Linked DNA regions of Mus musculus: region 1 is linked to region 2. Evidence: chromatin contacts called from public Hi-C data. All regions are on one chromosome and are shown on one strand. The core of a region is the stretch at or near the end of the contact, and the rest is flanking DNA. Distances in the headings are between cores, read along the strand shown. Region 1 has its middle 33 kb from the start of Gm15270. Region 2 overlaps Moxd1 (monooxygenase, DBH-like 1).

Region 1 (7,063 bases), core at 2,171-4,670, 330 kb before region 2:
GCCTCGAACTCAGAAATCCGCCTGTCTCTGCCTCCCAAGTGCTGGGATTAAAGGCGTGCGCCACCACGCCCGGCTTCTTTCTCTTTTTCTTTTTCTCTCTTTCCCTTCTCCCTCTTGCTCTGGCCCCCATTCCCTCCCACCCCCCTCACTCGCTCTGCCCCTCCCCCTCGCTCCGCCCTTCCCCACTCCCTCCCCAGACCCAAAGGTTTCTATTTGTTTCTCATTACAGGGGGTTGTGAGCCACCATGTGGTTGCTAGAATTTGAACTCATGACCTCCAGAAGAGCAGTCAGTGCTCTTAACCATCTCACCAGCCCTCTTTTTACTTTTTTTTTAAAAAAGAGATTTATTTATTATTATATGTCAGTATACTGTAGCTGTCTTCAGACACACCAGAAGAGGGAGTCAGATCTCATTATGGGTGGTTGTGAGCCACCATGTGGTTGCTGGGATTTGTACTCAGGACCTTTGGAAGAGTAGTTAGTGCTCTTAACAGCTGAGCCATCTCTCCAGCCCCCTTTAATTTTTATCTTTTGAAATTAAAATATAATTACATAATTTTCTCCCTTTTCATCGCTCCCTCCTACCATCCCCATGTAGGACACCCACCACCCCTCATGCTCTCTGAATACTTTTCTTCTTCTATAAGAAGATTGGCAAGATAAGTTGGAGCCTCGTCTGTATTTCGGAAGCTTTTGATGTGGTTTCTCCAGAGGGGTGGTGGTGGTTTACGTCATTCTTGTGCCCACCTTTTCCTTGTAAGACAATCTGCCCCTTTGGAAGTATTCTGCCCTCTAACCCTTGAGTTGTGTGAAGGAGACTAACTATAGTCTCCTATAGTCAGAGTCAGTTGCCACAGTTTTACGACATCGTGACCTTAAAACCCAGCACGCAGCGTTGGCAGGTGCTGCCCATCACCGCCAGAGTCCGTCATGCAGATCTTTCAAGTAGATTCGGTGTAATTCCTAGGCTAGTTGGCATTTGGAGAAGCACACAGATATAACAACGAGCAGGTCTGGCTCTGCTTCTGTACATGTATTTGTTCCTTAAAGAGACCCAAGCCATTTCGGTATGTGTGCTGATTCCATATTCCTCTATAGACAGCAGCAGGACTCATCGCAGCCACTGATACGTGAACAGAAGGTGGCGCGTGGACACACACAGTGAGATGCCCTTCTCCTACATGTTCCTGCTTGGATAGACTTGGAAGGTGTGGGTCCGAATACTCAGATGAGAGAATCTAAATAAGTCACATTTGCAGACACAGACAGTAGCATGGAGTTTGCCTGGAGTTAGGGAAAGGGGGCGGGGCATAAACAGTCATTCAGTGCTTTATAGGATGAAAGCATTGTTCTGTTTTTGAGACAGGGTTCTCTATGTAGGCCTAGATGTCCTGGAACTCACGCTGTAGACAAGACTGGCCTCGAACTCACAGAGATCCTTGCCTCGTGAGTGCTCTGATCAGAGGTATGAGCCACCATGCCCAGCCTAGGATGAAATTTTTTTTGATATCTTGTCCTAAACAATGATAATATATTTAATGCTACTGAAATGTAATTTGCTTCAAATTAGTTAAAATTAGAATTTTATGTTTTGATTTATAAACCATCACTTAAAAAAAATCACAGTGAATGTGGAAGGTTGCGTTGCTATGACGGATGTTAAGTCCTGGGTACAGATGGAAAACACGCTTGATTGTTACTAATATGAAACAAACAAACAAACAAATCACAAGAAATGTAAAAAACCGCCCCCATGTAAGAGCATCAGGGCAGAATGAATGTGAGCTGCAGAAAAAACTAAACAGCGGTCGCTCTGCGCTGAGGAATTGTTCGCCCCCTGCTGGCCAGTCTTGGAATTGTTCTGCTTAAAGAAAAAGGATCGTAGGAGCAAGACCGCTTTCAGTAAGTTGTCCTGTTACTAAACGATAAGAATTTTCATTCACCAAAATGTTCTGCGTATAAGCATCAAACTCCTACACCCATCCCTGAAATCACTCATCCATTCCTTTGTTTACTAAAATGAACGCACCAGCCTTCACTAACTCTCACCACGTACATAGAGACACACAATGCAACCTTTTGAAAGCGTTCCCCACTTGGCACACCTTCCTGTGCCCAGTCCCTTTATGTTACTTTATATCAGCAAATAAGGTCCTTGACGTGATGTACAACTCGGGTTACTCATTCCCCTCGGATGGGCATTTTGTGGAAGATTTCTAGTTTTTAATCTGTTTCATATAGAACAACTATGGGGTTCCCAGGTTTTGTGTGAACAAAATGTTTTTATTTCTGTGTGTTTAGTGACCATGAAGAGAGTTGCTTTGTTACGCAGTAAGTGCGTATCTGGGTCTTTATTCCCCACAGCAGCTGTAATACTTTATATGGTCACTTGTTCTAAATCCACGTATTTTTCACATTTGCTTTTATAGATATCTTATAGCAGTCAAAATTTGTACAGTTTCCTACGGGTGTTGAATATATTTCAATGGGACTATTTACCATTTGTAAATTCTTCTTTTAAAAATATCTTATTATATCTTTTGCATACTTCCTGGAAATTACTTAATTTTTTTGTTACATGCTGATTTTTTTTTTCAAATTCTAGATCCGGCGCTGCAGTAGTTGCAGATATATTCTCACACCATGTGCCTTCTTTTTCAGACTCTTATAATAGGATCTTTTCCATCACAAATACTTTAAACTTTAGTTAATTTTAACTTGGTTTTATTTTAATTTTTTTCTCCTACGAATTATAATGTTGAGTCAATGAGATAATTTTTCATCAAGTCTAGATCCTGAAGATTTTTATCTATAATATCTTCTAAAACTTTTACAGTTTGGGGTCAGATTTTGAACCATCTGTAAGGTTTAGATTGAGGTTCATACTCCTCCCTTAATAACTCGACCACTGCATGGCGAAATGGCGTTCTCTTTGTACTGACTTGCTTGTAGGCCCTTGTCAGGAAGAGCTGGGTGTATTTCTGTGGACTCACATTGGAGTATCTATTCTGACTCCTCAGTCTGTTTATCTGTCTGTCCTGCTGTGGATATCCTCCATTCATGTTGAGTGTTAAAATCAAGGAGGGTGAATCCTCCCAAGCTTGCCGATTCATTTTTATATCTGTTTTGGATGCTTTTGTTTTATCGATCTGCACAGACTCCAAGACACTGATGGCTTTCTCAAAGCACACATCCTGCTGAGCCTTGATAGTGAAGGGGACAGATGGGGACACTTTAAGCTCTAAATGAGCACACTTGTACTTCATACTGTTGAAAAGGATAGAGGCTCTTGTCTCTCTTGAGTCATGAGAGGCCATTTGTACTTCTCACTGTATGCAGGAATCTGGACGCACACACTGTGTGCTGCCCAGAAAGCGCACATTGTTAACTGACGGGAGTTAATCTTTAACCTAAAGGTAACTCAGATAATGGTTGGGAAGAATGGTGACTCAAAGGCTGGCCTGGGTGTATAAAACTCCCTACACAGGGAAGGGTGATAACAAGGAGGGCGGGCAAGAGGAAATAAGGACAAACCCACCAGCATGACGAATCCAAAGACAAGAGGAGCAACGTGACCAGAGAGGCAGGACTGAATGGTCGGTGTTCTGGTTTCTTATAAAACTTGTTACTGGAGAAAGTCATGCTTCTCCACCAGGTTGCCAGCCCTCTGAGGGAAGCACTGATCCTGTCTGCTCGTTGGCACCCATACCGAGGGGCAGCAGGGGTTTCTATTCTGGTTATAGCTGGAACAAGGCAAAGTGTCTATGTCCCGATAACTCTCTGCCACTTCAAACATGGTGCGATATGCCCGAGCCAGTAGAATAAGGAAAACGGAAATAAAATAATACAGGCTCAGAAAGGAGAAATGAGACTAAGTTTATAGGTGTCACAATTGTTTACATACCCAAACCCCAGTGAGCCCACCAACAAACAAAATAAGTCGCTGGAGAAGTGGTTCTCAACCGGTGGGCTACAACCCTTGGCACGGTCACATATCAAATATTTACATTAAGATTCATAACAGTAGCAAATTGTTATGGATTGTGAAGGTTGGAGGTCGCCACCGCATGAGGGACTGTGTTAACTGATTGCAGCCCGAGGAAAGTTGAGATCACTGCTCTAGCGCCACAGAAAGAATTACACCAGTGCAGTGACATGGGTGTCAGTTAGGGGAGAGGTAAAATTTTTACTCTGTCGATCAGTCTGTGATTACAACTGATCCAGTCTTTCTTTTACGAGTGTCTGGAGTTTTCAGCACATTTATCTTTAATATATACCCAAGTTCTCATTTTTTTTTTAGCAGTTGTACGAAGCATTATGTTTTTTATTTTTATTTTTTATTTTTGACTGAGTGACTACAAAGACTTTATTAAATTATTGCAGCAGGAGGCAGTGCTAATGCAGAAGAGGGACATGGTGGTGAGAATGCTTAAGCAGCCTCAACAAAGCCACAGAGACCTCAACCTGTCCAAGCTGGTGCTATAGAGTCAGAGGATGGGCACCACGGGAAGAGATTTCAAGTTAGCCCTGACAACAGCACCTCAGCTCTGCGGGGACATCGGCCAGGGTCCTTTCTGAGGGCGCTCGAGCCTCCAACTGGAGGAGAGTTTGGGCCAGTTGCTCTGAGCCTCCAAGGAATTCCCCCCCCCCCCCCCATGAAATCATCTCACAACCAAGGCAAAGCTACATGCCACGTCTGACACTACCAATTGCAAGCTGGGTCCCTGGGCTATAGGAATGGGGGCAGCCCCCGCTGGGCTAGGCAGACTGGGAAGCGGGAAGCGGGGCGGCTCCTTTGCTCCAGCGCTTAAGAGTCCTTATGGGCCGCTGCTTTATAGTCTTACCAGCCTCAGCCCAGTTCAAATAGTCACTAAACTTTGTATTCTACGCTTACAGAATTCCACAAACACACCCACCTGCACTGGGTCCTTTATTACTTAAAAGGGCTTAAAGAAACATGTTTTAAAAGAAAATTTCCTTTGTACACATATACCTATGTAGAGCCTAGACGGCCTCTCAGCTGACTGGGTCCCCAGCCCCCCAAGCTGAGAAGGCTCTGCGAGGCTCTGCAAGGCTCTGCAAGGCTGCTACAACGTGCAGAGTTTGGCTGCATGGATTTTAATGAGAGCGTCAGGCGGAGCTGTGCTGTTGCTCACCGGGACTTGCAGATCATTACCAAACCAGCTATAGGATGAGAACACAGCACATGGAAACCCTAGGAGGTCACTGAGCTAATGATCTAACCCTACCTTCCGCAGACAGGGCCCCTCCCTCCCCAGCTCCTCGCGACCCCAGTCTTTCCTGGTGGACTCTGTCCATTCCAGAAGCCAGGCCAATACCGCCGCTGCAAGGTCGGAACAGAGCCACAGTGAGCAGAGAAGCGTTATGTTTTAAATATTGGTTTCAAAGTGTTCATTACTGACATATAGAGTTAAAATGTATTTATTTATTTATTGGTTTTTCGAGACAGGGTTTCTCTGTATAAGCCCTGGCTGTCCTGGAACTCACTTTGTAGACCAGGCTGGCCTCGAACTCAGAAATCCGCCTGCCTGTGCCTCCCAAGTGCTGGGATTAAAGGCATGCGCCACCACGCCCAGCTTAAAATTATTTTTTTTTTATAAAACTGTCTTATATCCCACAACCTTGGTAAACTCATATTGGCTCGTCTTAGGATGATTTTTAAGTTCCCCTGATGTTCTCTCATAGACGCCCATGCCATTTGCAAGAGAGAGAATGTCCCTTCTCATTTTCGGCTCTCTGTGGCCTCATTTCTTGGCTTGACTGCACTGATCGTAACACATGATGCTATGCAGCAGTGATTGTGTGCCTCCCAGAAAGGACACATGACATCTTATCGGACACCGCGGACTTCGTAGGTGGGAAGGATGGCAGTATTCGTGGATAGTAAGAGCAAGGTTAACATTTTAATGTACACCTCATCAGAGCATACAAGAAACACGACTGAGTCTTCCACTCCTAACACTGAGGAGCACTGGAGCACACAGATCTCAGTGGCTGGACTGACAATACAGTTCTATGGTAGAGCCTTCTCCTTGATACACGGGCCTAGGATCACCCCCCCCCACACACACACACACAAACACACACATACACACACAAATACACACATACAAACACACACACAAACACACACATACAAACACACACACAAATACATACATACAAACACACACACAAACACACACAAACGCACACAAATACACACATACAAACACACACACAAACACACACATACAAACACACACACAAACACACACATACAAACACACACACAAACACACACATACACACACAAATACACACATACACACACACAAACACACACATACAAACACACACAAACACACACATACACACACATACAAACACACACACAAACACCCCCCACACACAAACACATACACACAAACACACACATACAAACACACACACAAACACACACACACAAACACACACACACAAACACATACACATACAAACACACACACAAACACACCCCCCCCACACAAACACATACACACACAAACACACACATACACACATAAATACACACATTCAAACACACACACATACACACACATACAAACACACACAAGCACACACACACTCCCCAAATGCATTTCATATCACCTAGAAAAATAATACTAAGAAAAATTTGTACTCTGGGAAACATTTTAATAAAACTACATTGTTTGTAATTACATTTTACATTGTAATTATATGAAAATCAGTGATAATATTAATAATTGCTTTTGCGATGATTGCTGTGTGTTCTTTGGGGTTTGATTTTGTTTTTCCCTCCATACTCTAAAGTTCTCATCCTGAGGAAGATAAATGGTAGTAAATTCTAGGTGGCCCTTACAGTTATATTTGATGCAGAAGTGAAAAACCTGTAATCATTTTGCCAAAAATTCCTCTCTCGCGTGATTGCTAAAATACAGTGGATATTATGGGACCTTTGTAATATTTGTAGTATTTGTGAAGTACCAGCCTTCAATATGGTTGGCTTAGGCAATCTTAGGGCCATTTGAAGCTTGTATG
Region 2 (6,624 bases), core at 1,781-4,280:
CTCATCCCCAGCACACCCCTCCCAACTTCATGCCTTTTTCTTTCCCTTGTTTATAATCCACTAAATCTAGTTAGTGCTCTGCCTATGTAGGTGGATATAGTGCCCTCCATCAGAGCATGGGAATTTTAACTTTTAGGCAGATTAATTTTCTTCAGAAAGCTTTCCCAGGGTTTGAGAATTCCACTGAACACCCTAACATAAGAGGTAATGTCTAAACAGGATGTTGTTCTAATGATATAATTAAGAACAGTCTACGTTCTTGAACGTTACTGTACCGGGTACAAAGTGTAGAATACCCAGTGGGGATGGGTGCCTCAGCAGCAGATCTCCTGCTTTGGCTGCTTGAGAAAACCAGTACAAAAGAGTTAGTTCTGAATCAGCATTAAAAGCATGGAAGCTATCTGTGGTGGCCTCTGCCTGTAACCCCAGCATCCAGACAGAAGGTGGATAAATAGTTCAAGTCTAACCTTCACTACACAGAGAGTTCAAGACCAGCCTTGGGCCACATGTGACCCTGTGTCAAAAATATATACATATACTGAGAAAATTATACTTCACACACAATATACTCTGCTTCCACAGACACCCTAAAAACAGGCACATTGGTTTTAAATGGCAAAGAATGAAAAGGTAACACAAGAGGGTTTTAGCCTCCTTGAAAGGCTATTCAGGAGACTGCTTCCTGTCAATATTGTATACTATTGGCTTCTGGATAAAGAAAAGCATAAGTTATGCAGCCAAAACTTTCCCTTAACTAACCTACAGCTGTTACATGAGCTTGCCATGAGTGACCACTAGGTGTCAGACTTGTGATAGCCCGCAGGGTGATTTGGTGATTGTTGGTAATCACAGATTCCTGCCTGCTGAGGAGGAATCCAGTCTAAACACATGGCCAAGACACTCTGACCATTTGTTGTCTAACCTGAGGCACAGTGGGTGTCACCATTTTAAATAAGCTAGGCCAGTGCAATGGATCTGAGGGGAGGGATTATAAAAGTAATATTTTCAGGTCAAATTTGAACATTCTTTTTCTCTAGTCTAAGAAGCGAGACCATGAGAAGAGTGGGTAGGATTTGAGCAGGGTTATATCCTTCAGCCCTCACCTCCCCCACCCCCAACTAAAGTAAAAATTTCTTTGTAGAGTCTTAAATGCATTACTTCACACTGTCTTTAAAATTGAGTCCAGTAACTTAGGAATAATCTGCATCTCTCTACATTAAATATATCACACAGTTTTCTCAGACCTATAGCATTTTCTCAGCAAATTCTGGTGACATATAACCAAGAATTGCGGTAGAGCAGACCTTGATTGGAAAGAAGCCTGTTAAATTTGCATATTCTGCATTTAAAATTTGCTCCTAGTTTTATTTAATGATATTTATTATTTATTTTACTTATTATAAGTTAATTTGATATTAAATATTATAATAACATTTACCTTTGAAGGGAGAAGATGTATATGTTGCAAAAAAATTTTAAACTATGTATGTAAATGGAATACAGGAATTGCAGGATGGGCACTGGAAGTATCTGCCTGCAATCCCAGGAAAGACCACAAGGGGACGCCTGAACTTTTACTAAGGCATTTGATGTGATTAAAGTTCTAAAATTGACTTTTGTGCAGCTTTGCTGGCCAAAGTGAACACTGTAAGCATTCTGCAGAGATGACTTTAAAATCTTTGATTCTATAAAAAAAAAAAAACATTAAGTTAATGTTTATGGAGAGTTCACAGAAAGAAAAGAGTGGAAGTTACATGAGCTGGTAGGACAACCAGAGGACGGGAGCAAACCCAATGGTTCATGCCTTGGAGATGAGGCTTGAAGACTGGGAATCTGAAAACGCAGTACCAGTCTCCCTGAGCCTCTTTGCCACATACTTTGTCTCTCTCCACCCCTGGTAATAAATGTCCTTTTTGTCACCTCTAACCTTTCCAGCTTCTCTAAGAGTGCAATTCAAATCCCTACAGAACCATGAGAGAAGGAGAGAAGCCTTAACAAAAGCAAATATGCTAATTATTTGCTTGGGAAAAAAAAAGTCTATGCCTTCTAGCAGAAACATTCACCCTGAAAGTAACAAGTACCGACGGGGTTTGGTGGATCTTGCCTGTTTTTCCGGCACTTTGGAGTTGAGTTCGAGGCCAACCTGGTCTACAGAGCAAACCAGGGCTACACAGGGCTACTCTATCTTGGAAACAAAAAACAAATAAACAAATGAAGAATAATGTATGAGCCTGCTATCACTGGGGTAGGGTCAAGTTAGAAGAAGGGAGAATCTTACAGAAACTAAAACACCCGAGTAAGTACAGGGTGTGTCTACCTAGACACACTTATAAGTAAGTAAACAATACCAATAATCACTGTAGTTGATTTGAAAAAATTGTGTTAATACTATACTTTAGTACTGATGGATCATTTTCCTTTGTAACTTGAGTTTAAACTCTGAGGTATGCTTGTCTTATAACACAGCAAAATTTACAGCAACACACAATATTTTAATTTTGTATTTTAATTTTTTTCTGCATAACATTAACAATTTTATTTGTAAATTCAGTTGACTCAGGGAAGCATTTAAAATTTAATGACTTTAGACATGGCTTTCCTGCTCCATGTAATATAAAACCAGATGGAAGAAAATATCCTGTATGTGTAAGTTGTTAGACTTCTTATCTGCCTGGAACCACACTGTTCTTTTAAAGGTCTTCCCGCTGGAGTCGTTCTTAGGAGCAGGAAGAGGTGTGGGGAGAAGGAAGGGAAGTGGGTTAACCCAGCCAAGAAGCAGCCCCGGGTCCATACAGCCGAATGAATAGCACTACAGACTGCCTTCTATAGCACAAATAAACATATGGTCAAAAATTAGTAAAACAAACAGAATGTTCATTAATAGACTTTCACTCCTGGCCACATGGAGCAACTAACACCAGCTTACTGTGCAGGGGGGAAAAAGCCAACACACATGAACAGAGCGGTACAGAGTGCCTGCTTAGGAGACTGGAAAACAGGCATGAGAAAACTCTGACCCAGAGGAAATGAAGACATGTCACGTCTGAACGCTGTGTTCATTCCAGAGCTCTGCCTGTGAGCACTCCTTGGATCACAATACAGAAAGGAGAATTTCCAACAATAAAATGACCATCGCAAGGAATTCAAGAGACAAAAATCAGAGTTAAGGGAGTCAGAGGTGACGAGTTTCCATGTAGAGAACAGGGGGCCTGGCATACAGATTGCTCTTTAAGTCCATATTAGGGACAACTAAGTGCGGGATGAAATCGCACAAGATAGACAAAGAGGAACTAGGGAAATATTTTTAAAAAAATTGGAGAGCTCCCAGAGCTGGTAGATTTTTTAAGTTCCAACTAGTAAGAGTGGAGGTATTTGCTGATGACACAGGTCAGGTATTCAGGGATCCAACTCAGACACCTGCGACCGGGTCAGGCCTCAGTAGTCAAGCTGCATGCATGGTCCTAAACATCCTGACCAGTCACACTGACAAGGATATTAAAGAGTTAGAGACAGTCTGAAATTATTAAGCATGTGAACAACTACATAAAGATAAGCTTAATCTATAGACAATTTAGAGAAATACCAAGCTTTGAAAATTGCAGTCAGCTTAATGATTAGCACAGGAAGGTATTAAAATATTATTTACAAAACAGGTGAAGGACATTTACACTAGAAACTATAAAACAGAACTGAGGAAAGCGAGAAAGTGCTTGAATGAGTGCAGCACTTCATGTTCGCAGAGGGCTCCATACACCGCATGGATCCCCACTGGTCTCTAATGCTTGCTTGCTTCTTTGTTTCTTAAACTTCTTGTCCAGGGTTGGAAACAGGGGATGTTAGATTGCTAATTGGGGATGTCTAGTCTTTATTTGGTGGCTAGTCATTTCCTTCTGCATGTCCTGAGATTTCTATAGCACATCCAAGTAGGGTTTGTAGGTTTTTGTTTGGTTATTTGTTTTAAGAAACTAACAGATTGTCTTAATCATCTCTATAAAAATATAATGAACCTAGAGTATCAAATTAATTTGGGAAAGGGTAACAACAAATAGGAGTTTACAGACTTTATTTTCCTACTTAAATCTATAATAGTCAAGTGTGGTACTGAAGTATCATACATACACAGCCATGAAATAGAGTCCCTTCCAGAGTCAACGTATCATCAAATAACTAAAATTCCAAATTTCATGGTAAAAAGGTGGGTTTCAGGACTCCAAGATGGTTCAGGGCACACATGCCTGTCACCAAGCCTTACAGTGTAAATTCTATACCTGGGGCTCACAAGGTGGAAGGAAATAACTAACCCCTGCACATTGTCCTACACACACACACACACATACACACACACACACACACACACACACACACACACACTGAAAAATACCTTAAAGGCAGTTTTCTTTCACTAAATAGTAAAACAGAAACTTAAGGGTTCTTTGGAAAGTCAGTTGGATGGTGTTTTGCTGGGCGAACACATGAAGGAATATTTTGTTAAAGTGGACACAGGTGTGAAAGGCTAAGGCAAATTCATAAGGATCATTTCGCTGAAGCAGACACAGGAGAGAGGATGTTCTGCTAAAGCGAGCGCGTGAAAGGACACCTGATGAAGGATTCTTTGCTAACCACACGAGTATGCTCTGCCTTACATTGTGTAGTTGAGCTACATTTGTCGGGAGGCCTAGAGAGAAACGCACCAAAAAACTTCTGGTGGTGTGCTGCAGTTTGTTGCTGTTTCCAAGGACTTGGGCTGATTGGATGCACTTGCTGGGGCAAGACCCGTGCTGAGACAAGGCACACGTGATGCTATAATGGGACTCTATGGAGCAATAGAGACAGAGCTTGGCTTGCTGGTACAGCTAGCTGTGCAATGCTTGTTGCTTGTGGGACTCTCTTCTTCACTGACCATTCACAGCCAAAAGCTTCTCTTGGTGTTCCTCTCTGGTCCCTCCTGCTGACTTGAGCCAAAGGCTGAGGTCCGGCTGTCTCTGCTAGGCAGTGCCACCACTGTTGCTAACCAGACTCTACCGAACTGGATTGCTGGTGTACCTGTGAGCTGTTTGAGAGTGAGTTGAGCTCTGCCACCTGCAAACCTGTGAACTGAACTGCCAATTCCCAGACAACATTGATGGAAGTTGAGTTGCTGAGAACGTTTCTAAACAGGTCCACTTCCCCCACCCTGTATCCTTTCTTTTCCACAACCTCTGGTGGGTGGTGGGTTACATGAAGATTAAAACATTTAAGAACCATCATTGAAAGTAGGGTTTGAAAAACTTAAAGATACAAAATGGTTCTTTGAAAACCAACGAGCTTTAAATTTGCCTTATTCTATAAGAAAAATATAATCAAAATGAATCATCTGTCGAAATGTGAAAGGTAAACTATAAAGTTTCAGAGAGGAAAATGATGTACAGTTTACAAAGATTGCATGGAGGTGATTACAAAAGTCAAAACGAGACACAAAATGACAGACAGAACCTTGACAATCACAGTGAAACAATGAAAATGAAACCATAGATAGAATGGAATATATAGAGAAATGACCTGTGGCTCAGTATCTAACGATGAGTATCCACAATATAAAGAGCACTTATAATTCAATAAGAAAACAAACAGTCCAATCGGACAATATACAAAACATGTATCAAAAAGCAAAAAGGAATCTCACAGACTCACAAATGACTCCAGGGAACGACCTTTCTTGCTGTACTTCTGAAGATTAGCTGCAGAATGGTCTGGGGATGCAACATACCAAACAAGGGACATGCAGGCTGGCTGGGAAGGGGTGCAGTGGTCCCAGTAGCCCTTGATGTGGCGTGAACGTTTACAGCTCACTGGAACTGTGTTTCCATAGTGACAGGCATGTAGGGGATGAATCCACTCTGGGAATATTACTCAGTAAGGAAAAGGCACTGACTGATACCGCCACAAACAGGGACAAATCTCAGAAGCATTCTTCATAAAGGAGCCAGACACAGAAGCACATGCCATAACTGTACTTGCATAAAAAATACAGGAAATAACAAATTTACACACACACACATTCAGCTTCCCAGAACTTTATGGAGGAGGTAGGATTGCCAAACCTCTTCATGTTCTAATTAGATAGGATGGGTATGACATCGACGACATTTTCTAAGATTGCATTTAAAATTGGCACACCTTGATTTTTAAATGATGCCTCAAGCGATTGACATAAAAGATAAACACGGCAGCTGGAAGCAGGTCATGAAGCAGAAAACAAAACCAAGATGGGACACCACGCCATGACCGTCACAAGCTGATCTTAATGGAGAAAGATGGCAAAATAGTCTCAGTAGTGTCTCCTAATCTGCTCATATGTTCTTGTGAATGACTGGAAAGAACTCCGCCAGCGGGAGTCTCCCAGACAGGAGGCAGGCTCCAGAGTGGCAAGAGACTGGACAACCCGGTCCAAAGCTGACATGTTCCCCATGAAAGTGATTCAGCCCATCAAAGTTAAGGTAGCTTCCAACAGTGGTAATGAAGCCAAGACAGAAACAATGTACACATTGAACTGGGGAGCATCCAGTCCCACTCCACAACCCTTTCCCCTCAAAATATGAAAGTATGTGTACAGAAAATGAGTCATCTAACCCTTCAGCTGTGGTA

The links. Hi-C and Micro-C count contacts between places; a contact is called where the count stands out from the background.
Region 1: a Hi-C map of uterus shows a contact between it and region 2, with 6 times the contacts expected there. The contact joins two enhancer-like sites. A contact is called at or near these places in 4 of 15 datasets of contacts at CTCF or cohesin (the NIH/3T3 cell line, embryonic stem cells and stem cell-derived epiblast-like cells), 23 of 484 Hi-C or Micro-C datasets (the AML12 cell line, the C3H10T1/2 cell line, CD4 T cells and 13 more), 8 of 115 datasets of contacts at active chromatin or transcription factors (the NIH/3T3 cell line, T-cell acute lymphoblastic leukemia, astrocytes and 5 more) and 1 of 9 other capture datasets (embryonic stem cells).

The regions. Positions count from the first base shown.
Region 1 is chr10:24,625,643-24,632,705 of GRCm38.p6, reverse strand. No RefSeq gene overlaps it. Among named protein-coding and RNA genes, the nearest start is that of Gm15270, 33 kb to the right of the region's middle. Within about 2 kb of position 3,420, at least 44 of the 459 cell types and tissues checked have an H3K27ac peak or open chromatin away from gene starts, as enhancers often do. A contact at or near this core is called in uterus, where this site is marked.
Region 2 is chr10:24,292,922-24,299,545 of GRCm38.p6, reverse strand. All of the region lies in intron 10 of Moxd1 (monooxygenase, DBH-like 1), which reads right to left. Among named protein-coding and RNA genes, the nearest start is that of Moxd1, 73 kb to the right of the region's middle. Within about 2 kb of position 3,030, at least 7 of the 459 cell types and tissues checked have an H3K27ac peak or open chromatin away from gene starts, as enhancers often do. A contact at or near this core is called in uterus, where this site is marked.